3 separate regions of the Gossypium arboreum genome follow, and all the other regions are linked to region 1. Evidence: chromatin contacts called from public Hi-C data. All regions are on one chromosome and are shown on one strand. Each heading gives the region's core, a stretch centred on a gene start, on an enhancer-like site or on the middle of the called end of the contact. The rest is flanking DNA. Distances are from core to core; before and after follow the strand shown. Region 1 holds the start of LOC108486243 (L-arabinokinase-like). Region 2 holds the start of LOC108483913. Region 3 holds the start of LOC108486102.

Evidence for each region. Hi-C and Micro-C count contacts between places; a contact is called where the count stands out from the background.
Region 2: a contact with region 1 is called in a Hi-C map of leaf, with 3 times the contacts expected there. The contact joins the promoter of LOC108483913 here to the promoter of LOC108486243 in region 1. A contact is called at or near these places in 2 of 5 Hi-C or Micro-C datasets (both in leaf).
Region 3: a Hi-C map of leaf shows a contact between it and region 1, with 5 times the contacts expected there. The contact joins the promoter of LOC108486102 here to the promoter of LOC108486243 in region 1. A contact is called at or near these places in 2 of 5 Hi-C or Micro-C datasets (both in leaf).

Annotation. Positions count from the first base shown.
Region 1 is chr6:89,190,771-89,194,147 of ASM2569848v2, forward strand. It overlaps LOC108486243 (L-arabinokinase-like), which reads left to right and starts at 2,031. Exons shown (of 30, transcript XM_017790194.2): 1 at 2,031-2,164; 2 at 2,257-2,460; 3 at 2,543-2,650; 4 at 2,790-2,858; 5 at 3,086-3,169; 6 at 3,328-3,377. The coding sequence starts at 2,356.
Region 2 is chr6:88,571,493-88,574,754 of ASM2569848v2, forward strand. It overlaps LOC108483913, which reads left to right and starts at 1,542. Exons shown (of 6, transcript XM_017787453.2): 1 at 1,542-2,011; 2 at 2,127-2,394; 3 at 2,842-2,986. The coding sequence starts at 2,140.
Region 3 is chr6:88,336,026-88,339,149 of ASM2569848v2, forward strand. It overlaps LOC108486102, which reads right to left and starts at 1,460. Exons shown (of 22, transcript XM_053029530.1): 1 at 1,196-1,460; 2 at 323-817; 3 at 1-162. The coding sequence starts at 1,273. It overlaps LOC108486378, which reads left to right and starts at 2,928. Exons shown (of 4, transcript XM_017790416.2): 1 at 2,928-3,124.

The sequences.
Region 1 (3,377 bases), core at 781-3,280:
AAAAATATTAATTTCATCTTTTGAAAAAAAAAATCGAGGGCATCATAGAAAATTTAAACTTGCATGTTGTGTTGTTGCTCTTCATCCTTGAGGATGAGGATCTTCTAGTGCGGGGAGAATTGTTGTGTGTCAAATTGTATTAATTTTTAGTATTTGTTAAGTTTAGAGAGGGTTAATTGAATGAAGATAAATAATGTAGTTTAAATAAAAGGCATTAGTGATATAAGGTTGCTTTGTTAATAATGTAACAAAATAATTGAATTAGTTAAAATGGAAAAAGGGAATGTGGTTGTTATTTTCCCATTTAACCATTTACAGCAAGCTTCTCTTTTCCTTAGCTTTTCATTTTTGTCTTGTTCTAGGTTTTTATTAAGCCACGTCATTAATTTCATTAAAGCATTTTAAAGTTTAAAAATCATTTTAAAATTTAAACTGAATTTTTTTTTGAATTGAGCCACATTAATAAAAGTATTTTAAAATTTAAAGATCAATTTAAAATCTGAACTATAGTTTAAAGATGTTTGATGAAATTAATTTAAAAATAAAAGAAAATGTGTTGTTTGGATGAGTTGAGTTGCGTGCCAGATATGTAGTTATTTGACATTTATCCGCTAATGCAATAAAATGTCTCCAAGTTGGGAAAATAAAGAAACAAAACAGATTTTATACAAACAAAAATAGAGAAAAAAATAGATACAGTTCAAACGGTGTAGACATTATTTATTTTATAAATACTCTATTTTAATTTTATGAAAATTTTAGAATTTGAAAATTTAAGATTTATAAGACTAAGGAAACTTCAAAATTTTATTTTTAATAAAAAGAGGCGAAGAGAGATTGTCGAAAATTTAAATTCAATAGTTTCAACTTAATATTTATTTGATTTTTATATAAAAAGTGGAAGGATGCAAAATTTATAACAGTATTAAGTCCCTTAGTATATCAATAACTCAATCAAATAAATTATTTGGTATTAAATTCATGAAAACAAATTCTATAATTAAAATTTGAGCAAAAATGTTTTAATAAAAAAGTCAAAGGGCTACTATGATATTTCTTTTCAAAAAAGAAAAAGTGGCTGCTATAATAATAATATATATATATATATATTAAACGTACTATTGTAAAAGAATGGCTCATTTATAAAAAAAACTTCCGTTAATTGGTCGAATGTTCGAATTTGGATAAAACGCATTAACGTATGAGAAAGAAATCGAAGGTCATCATGGCTAGGTCTTTTACAAATTAACAAATCAATTTTCATATTAAACGTTTTAGAATAAAAAAATCAATATTTATATAAAATTATTAAAAGCTCAAATATTAATATAAATAACAATTTCAAAACAGAAAGCTACTAGGACAGTAGCAATAATTTGTATGGTTTTTAGTTGATTGGGATAGTATATCAAACTTTATAACCAAAAAGTTAATAACAATATAAATAAACTTTTAGTTTTTCCATCAAAATAGAAAAAAAAAACGTTTTAAGTCTTTTTCTCATCATCTTTTATCTTTTATTTATGGGGTAAAGTAACATTGGACTTTTAAATTTGATAAATTTTCAATTTAGTCTCAGAATATTTTATTTATCGATATAGAATTTGATATATATATTTTAATTTTGATCTATATGATGACATGATACTCTAATATTATGATACGTCATCACCTAAAATATTATTTTGTTTTTATAAAATGTTTTTGTTTTTATAAAATGTTTAGATTATAATGTAGCGATTCTAAAAATAAGGATAGAAAGAAAAGAAAAGACGTATACACTTTACCTCGCAATATGATAACTTTAAAATTTTATGAAATCACAAGTTAATATTATAATAAATATACATTTTGATATTTAAAAATTATTTGAGAATAGTTATTCCTGAACTAACATAGAGTGACGAGAAATTCAAAGATAAAATTAAAAAAGTTGTCAAATTTAAAGACTAAACTTTGGTTATACCTTTTCTTATTACTATTATTAATAATTGACTATCATCTTTATCCCTTTTCTTCTTACTATTATTAATAATTGACATCATCTTTATCCGGTAGTCTATTTGTCTCTGAATTTGTTTGCGTCTCAACTCTGTCTCTTGTGTAGCCGTCTCACATGTTTGTGTGCATCTCTCTCACTATTAAATTGAAACAAACTTCCCTTGTGAGTTGAGAAATTTGATCCAACTAATTAAGGAAAGAAAAATTCTTTTTATTTATTACTATTATTAATAATTGGTCATCATATTTGTATAGGCCCCCCTCTCCTTATTAAATTGAAACAAACTTCTCTCGAAATTTTGATCAAAACACGAAGGAAGTGATTCAAAAAAAAAACAAAAAGTGGTGGTAGATATGAGGATCGAAGAGAATGGAGGAGAATCTGCATCCATCAATCACCTCATCTTTGCCTATTATGTCACCGGTCATGGCTTCGGCCACGCCACTCGTGTTGTAGAGGTTTTTCTTTTTGTCCTTAATTCTGTCTAATCCCTCGAAACCTTTAGATCCAATTATCATTTCTGCCTATTGATTGTTATAGGTTGTTCGAAATCTGATTGCAGCGGGGCATGATGTGCACGTTGTTACCGGTGCACCTGACTTCGTTTACACTTCTGAAATTCAGTCCCCTCGCCTCTTCCTTCGCAAGGTTCTCTCCTTTTTCATTTAATTAAACATAATAGTGGTGAATGTGTTAGGGATTAAAGAACTTCAACAGTTGTCTTTATCTGTGCTGCAAAATTATGGTCGAATCTGTTTTACTATGTTTCTCTCTATGACATTATCAGCTAGTTTTAGACTGTGGAGCAGTTCAGGCAGATGCATTGACCGTGGATCGTCTTGCCTCCCTGCAGAAGGTATTTCAAGCCCTTTTGTAGTTATAAATTCTAATTATTTTATTTTATTTTTACAACATTGTCATGTTCCCAACATAACCATATTATAGCTTGAGTTCAGTTCCATATTATCTGAAAAGTTTCTACCGTATCTACCTACTTAAATTTACGTGCTATTATTGCCTTCCCCTTCTCCCCCTTGTTTGTACTTTTTTAGTTGGATATTTTCTAATTTCTATATATATTAGTATTCTGAAACAGCTGTCCGACCTCGGGATTCTATTTTAGCAACAGAAGTAGAGTGGCTCCACTCCATCAAAGCTGACTTAGTGGTTTGTATTCTGGTTTTCCTTCAAGTGTGTGAATCAAATTGGGACACTGAGTCTTTGATTTAACCTTTTAATAAAAATAAAAGGAAAAGAGGCATAGAATTGTATCATATTTAACATGTCTTCCAAATTAAAACGAAGTTTGCTGTGAATGAAAACAGGTTTCAGATGTTGTTCCAGTTGCATGCCGAACCGCTGCTGAAGCTGGAAT
Region 2 (3,262 bases), core at 292-2,791, 620 kb before region 1:
TTTGTCAATTCAAAATGGGCATTTTGCTAATAAAGGCTTGGGATATTTACAACATAAAAACCTCTAATATGTTAAATCATATTTTCTAATATTCACACATTGACCCCACTAATTTTGCCAATCTTACAATTTAGTCCATAATAATTATTTACTAAACTTTGTAAATAAACCCCTTAATAATTCTAATTAATCACCTAATTACAAACAAATGACACTCTAATCCTATATTGTACCTATTCTTGAAAACCTCTCATTTTTTCTTCTCGGAATGGCTTGGTTTAAAAAATCCACCCAAAATCGAATTTCTTAACACTAATGAAATCTGGGTCATTACATATAAAACAAAAGAAAAACATTAAAATACTAAAAGAAAATAAAATCCCTCACTACAACAAATCATTCACCCACAATACAAAACATTGCGAACTAAAAGACCAATATTCGAGCACACAGACAACTTGCTAAAATAAAAACCTTTTAAAACAAATGAAGGCCAAATGAACTTTTACCTATTCCCCTTACCAATTTATGAAGTCCTTAGAGTGACTCTTCCAAGAATTGTCTTAATATTTGCCAATTCCTTCGACAAATCATAGCTTCACACTTGTTCACTACAGTAAATTAAAAGGATGACGTGGGTGAATGAAACAATATATGCTTGCTCGTTCAACTGTCCCCTTACTCCATAACCACAAGTGATTCCATGCTCAACTATCTTGCAACATAACGATAATCTTATGAAAATCCCCTTTGCCAACACTTTGCTAGAGAGGAAGGACAAAAGAAAGGCGAACAAAGATAAAAAAAAAACTTTCTAGTTTTTAAGGAATGTCACTTTACAACTTTCACCTTGACTTAAGGAGTACAATTGTTATACACTTCACCCTGCTCCACTTCACTCAAGTGGAGACCTCACTAATTATTTATCTCTTTAAAGCCTATTATCTTATTTAAAGAAAAAACATCATCATGTCTCACACACCATTTATAAGTTCGTTGACTCATTACTATGAGACTCTAAAGACCCATGAAATGACACATAGGTCAATCAACATCAATAGCACACCTAGAAGTAAAGTCACTAACAAAGACACATATCGATGTATATAGCTTCCACTCTAAAAAAAAAAAGGGGAGGGGGGTGGTTTAACTCTAGATACTCGGTTGTGTCAACCTTCTCCCTCCACCTTACCTTTATTCTCTCTCTTTTAACTCAAACTACAACATGGTGACTCGGCTACCTCCTTAAATGCTTCTAGTTACAATTTAATTTATCCCGCATCACCTTTCCTTTCATATTTTCGGCTGGCTATGTACTTAAGAATTGACCGGATTCCGATGTTAGATCCATGGGGGCTAGTGGTTCATGTTTTCATCTAGACCATAAATTATTCTTTTACAGTTTTACTGCAAGTATCTTGGAGCTCCTCCCCTCTACATCAATATTTCAAAAAAAAAAAAAACATTTCTTTTATTATTATATTTTAATTAAAAATTTCAAATATTTATTTGAGTGAATTTGTGATTGATTACTTATATACCAAACAATCATGGATTTCAAGGTCAGCTAATATTTTTCCATACATACCACTAAAATACACAGTAGAATTATTTGTTAAATTCACCAACATAATCCAGAATGTAAAAAAAAAAAATCAAAATCGTAATACAGAAACAGAAATAAAAATTATCTAGAAGAAAGAGAGGTTAGAGAAGAGTAATAGTAAAATAAATAGATGAAGATGGTTGATTACTTGGAGGTAGAGTTTAGGTATCGTGAAGTTAAAAAAGGAGACTCTGAAATCCGCGTTTTTTCTTTTTTCAACAAAAACCATAATTGTTTTGCTATCATCCAACACCGATTAAATTAGAAGAAGAAGAAGAAGAAGAAGAAGATCAGATCTGCAACTTTGATCTCAATCATAGATTTTATTGTATCATATTTATATCTCATTAATATAATAATAAGAAAACAAGGAGAGCAGAGCAGAGAAGAGAAGAGACTTTCCAGGTATTTCCTCCTTATTTCCAATCCCTACATGCTGAATCGGAAATGAAATGACCCTCCATATTCTCTCAACTTATTTCTATACGTGTTTGAAATAGTTTTATTTGTGTTTGAGAAGTCAACAGTGAGTCATGGCGGAGGACAAAGGCATTCCAGACGGTGAAACCAAAGAATCCAGTCCCCCGCTGCCGGTGGTAAAGAAGAAAGGCAAGGGACTTCTCTCCCGCATTTGGAATGCAATCTTTAGGATTCACGGGGACGATTTCGAGAAGAGGCTTGAACACATTTCCAAGGAAGAGGCCGCTGTCCTCTCGAGAATGAAAAGAAGATCCCAGACCTGGAGGAGAATGATTCGGAATCTCATTGCCTTTTCTGTCATTTTGGAGGTACCCCGTCCCTTACCATCCTCACTCTATCTCTCTGTCAATCTGCAACCCTCACAGTAGTAGCAGTATTACTAGTTTTGAAAATCAATTTTCTATGGGAACGTAATTTTACTATTCTATTTCATTTTCATGTGCATGCTGTTGCTCTTCGTCATTTGGAAAAGCTCATGCTAGATGTAATTGGTGATTCTCATACTCTGCGTCCAACCTTTTTGTATATATTGCCTTACAAACTTTAATCTTTTCCATCCATGGTTCATTTGTGCATCTTATATTTACGTCTGAATCCAACCATTATTCTATCAACACCTTCCGGAAATAAGTGCTGCCAAAATGGCCTTTTTTAAGGGCAAAAATAAAACGGCATATACTTTGAATAGCTTTCTACCTTGTCAAAGAACTTGCTTCCGGATGGGTCCTCATGAGAATTTTCTTATCAATTTACAGGTTGTTGCAGTTTCTTATGCCATCATGACAACAAGATCTGTGGACTTGAACTGGAAGATGAGGGCATTTCGAGTTTTGCCAATGTTCCTTTTGCCTGCTTTTTCGTCTGTTGCTTATTCTGCATTTGTAAGCTTCACAAGGATGTGTAAGTAACTCGGTTCAATATCTTACACAATTTTCCTGCTGTTACTAAAGATCAAGGCTCCAATGTATCTTTTTGTTGTTTATGTCATTAAATGGTAGCAGCTGTTGATATTTATATCTGGGGTGAATCCTGAAATATGGGTTTTTGAGCATGGGCTAACTATGTGCCAAAATAAAAAAAATACGAGGATTATCCCCCCACCCCTGACAATACTTTTGGTGGCTGATATTATATTGTGAATTATGTTGCTTTTATCAGGTTTAATATTGCCAAGGA
Region 3 (3,124 bases), core at 210-2,709, 860 kb before region 1:
TCGTTGAGATATATTTTTCTGCACCTGTTTCTGAACTGGCTCATGAACATCTGCCACTGGCTGCCTTTTTCTGCCTGAGCCTGTACTATTCTTTTTGGATTGCTTCTTGGTTGAAGCAGAACCATCAGGAGCTTCAGTAAGTAAGTTGCCAGTTGAAATTTTCTGGAAGAATGCATTGTTAGCAAAATATTTACAAGATCTGAAACCATGCACAGACACGCAGATGAAAATAGTGCATATATGTGTGTCTGCGTATACAATTTGTATGCATATTGAAAGCCCAAAATATCCAAATTCTATTTAGCATTTAATCGCTGCTAACCTCTGAAGTCTGTTTCAGACGCTGACCATTTTTTTTGCTAATATTTGAAGTCCCTACTAGAGAAGAAGTTTTAGAGCTTTTCGCCACAGGTGTTTCCTCTGAAACAACAGTGCTAGAAACCTGTTCCTTTTTGTTCTTGCTTCTCGACTGCTTTTTCTTTTTCAGACTAGCTTTAGATTCTGGCTTAGCATTGATAACCAATGAAGTAGAAGTAGAGTCTGGATTAGCAGTGTTAACCAGTGAATTTGAAGTAGAGTCCGGTTTAGCACTGTTAAGCAGTGAAGTTGAAGCAGGTGACTCAAAAGGTGCAGCCTTGTCCCCTTTGAGAGCAGCCACTCCCTTTAGCTTCTTCCAATGCCTATGAAACCGTCTGAAGCTGAAGCCACTACTCTTTCCATCTCTAACACTCATACCATCGTTCTTAGTTGCCACTGGAGGGGAGTGAGAAAAAAACATTTTGAAAAGAGGCACAAAAGCTGAGGTTGATCGCATAGCCTGGGGAGTCACACATGTAGAGATTACATTTCTATTCCGAGGTAGTGTGTAAGTTATGTGGTTGGGCGGCAAAGCAAATGTAAAGGCACTGTGAAGAGTTGCGAAATTCGGATAGCTAGGCATGAGGCTTGAAGGGGGTCTGAGTTTCTTAAATCTAGGGTGAGATGGTATTGAAGAAATAAGTTTAACAACCTTGAGCTGAAACTGAAACACCAATGCACAATCAGTTTATACAATCAAACAGCTAAGAGCACATAAATATTATTGCTGATAAAAAAGTGCATGATATGGTAAAAACTAAGACACAAGAAAAGGAAAGACCTAATTTTCAGTAATCCAGAAAAAGAAAAAAGAATGAATGAGAGATAGAAAAAGAACCTTTGGCATCAACGACGGGTGAAGACGCAGTGCTGCACAATTACTAGTAGGAGGAGAAGACAACAAGCACCTCTGCATTTCCCTTTGAACCCTTTGCTGCAAATTAATATTGGATTCTGGATAGGAGGAGAAACAAACAGAAAGCCTGAAAGGGTTTAGAGGCTCTGATAAAAAAGAAATAATGGGTTTAGGGATAGGTTTTTTAGTAAAAGGCACGAACCAGTGTATTTTATTTCCTGATCATAATTTGACGTGATATGAATCAGTTATCACAATTTATTTTTATAAAAAATAAAATTTAAACCCTTTTCCATCTTTTATAATTTTGTTATTTATATCAATTTCCTGTAAACATATTTATTACATAACACCAATTGTTAATTATAATTATTTATTAAATGTATACTAAATTTGTAATATATATTTGTTAAAATAATTAATATGGACTAAATCCTAAATTTTAATGATGTAGAGAGATCAATATTAAAATTTTATTTTTTATTGGGCAAAAATATTAAGGAAAAAGGCATGTGATATAAAATAGTGTATGACCTTCCCTTTATAAAAACAAATATGATTTTTGTGTTAAATTAGGAATACAAATTTAAAAATTAAAATATACTATAATTTTACTCTATTTTAAATTTTAAACTATCTATTTTTATTTAAAAATTAGATTCAAATATTGTTACTATTAAATTTCTATTAATTTTATTGGTGTAGTATTTTGAAATTAAAAAAATCATTTGATAATCATATAACAACAAAAATAACATTAAAAATGTTTATATAGATTTTTCTTAAACACATTCATCCGAACTTGTCTTTGATAATATTATTTTGTATCGAATAGTGTTCTAAAGAAAATTTGACATAAGCATTTTGATTGAAATAGTTAAGAGGACTAAATATTTAGACTAACTAATGACATTATAAATGTATAATAATCAAATTATGTCGAAAATAAGATATATAGATTAAATCGCAAATATCAACATAGTATAAAGGTTAAAATTCAGGTTTAATCATTGTTTTATAATATAGAAAAAGAAGCACGAAAAATTTAAAATAAATAAAGCGATGTATCTATCTCTAAGAACATTAGAGTATTCAAATTATTATAATCACGTAGTGTTATAATTGAAAAATCAATGATATTAATTATTTGGACTAATTAATAATTACATTACAAAATTACAAGATCAAATTACATTAGAATAAAAGTGTAGCGCTTAAATATCAAATTTAAGCATAACAGAGAGATCAAATTTAAAATTTAACTATCTTTTAAAACGCCAAAAAAATAAACATTTACGTAATCTAAAAGAAATAAGAAGTCATGTATCTATTTTAAGACCCTTAGGGTATTTAAATTATATATAATTATGTAATATTTTAATTATATATAATCATGTAATGGTTTAACCATATTAAATTTTTGAAATAATTAATAATGTTATAAAATATATGGAAAAAATATGATAAAAATTAAAATGTGTAGATTAAATATCAAATTTAAACATATTAGAGTGACTAAAGATGAAACTTAACCATTTTATAAAATAAAAATAAAGAAAAAAGATAAATAAGTTATGATGAATTTAACTACACTTAAATTTACATACTCTTACATTAATAATAATAATATTCATATTAATCTTACACTAATAATAATATTCATATCAATCAAGAAAATACACAATGACATAATTTAGTATTAATTTCTTTTCTTGACAAATCAAATCCAAAAACAGGGATATGAGATATAGATCGGATCAGTTGGATATGGAACATAAAAGCCCATGGATATTAAGGAACGGCCATTGCCACTTCCTTTCTTTCCTAAAGGCTTTTTTCTAAGGTAAGAAACCTTGTTTTTAAAAGTTAAGGGGGAAAAAGGGTCTGAGAAGGAATTGTCGTTTGACTCAA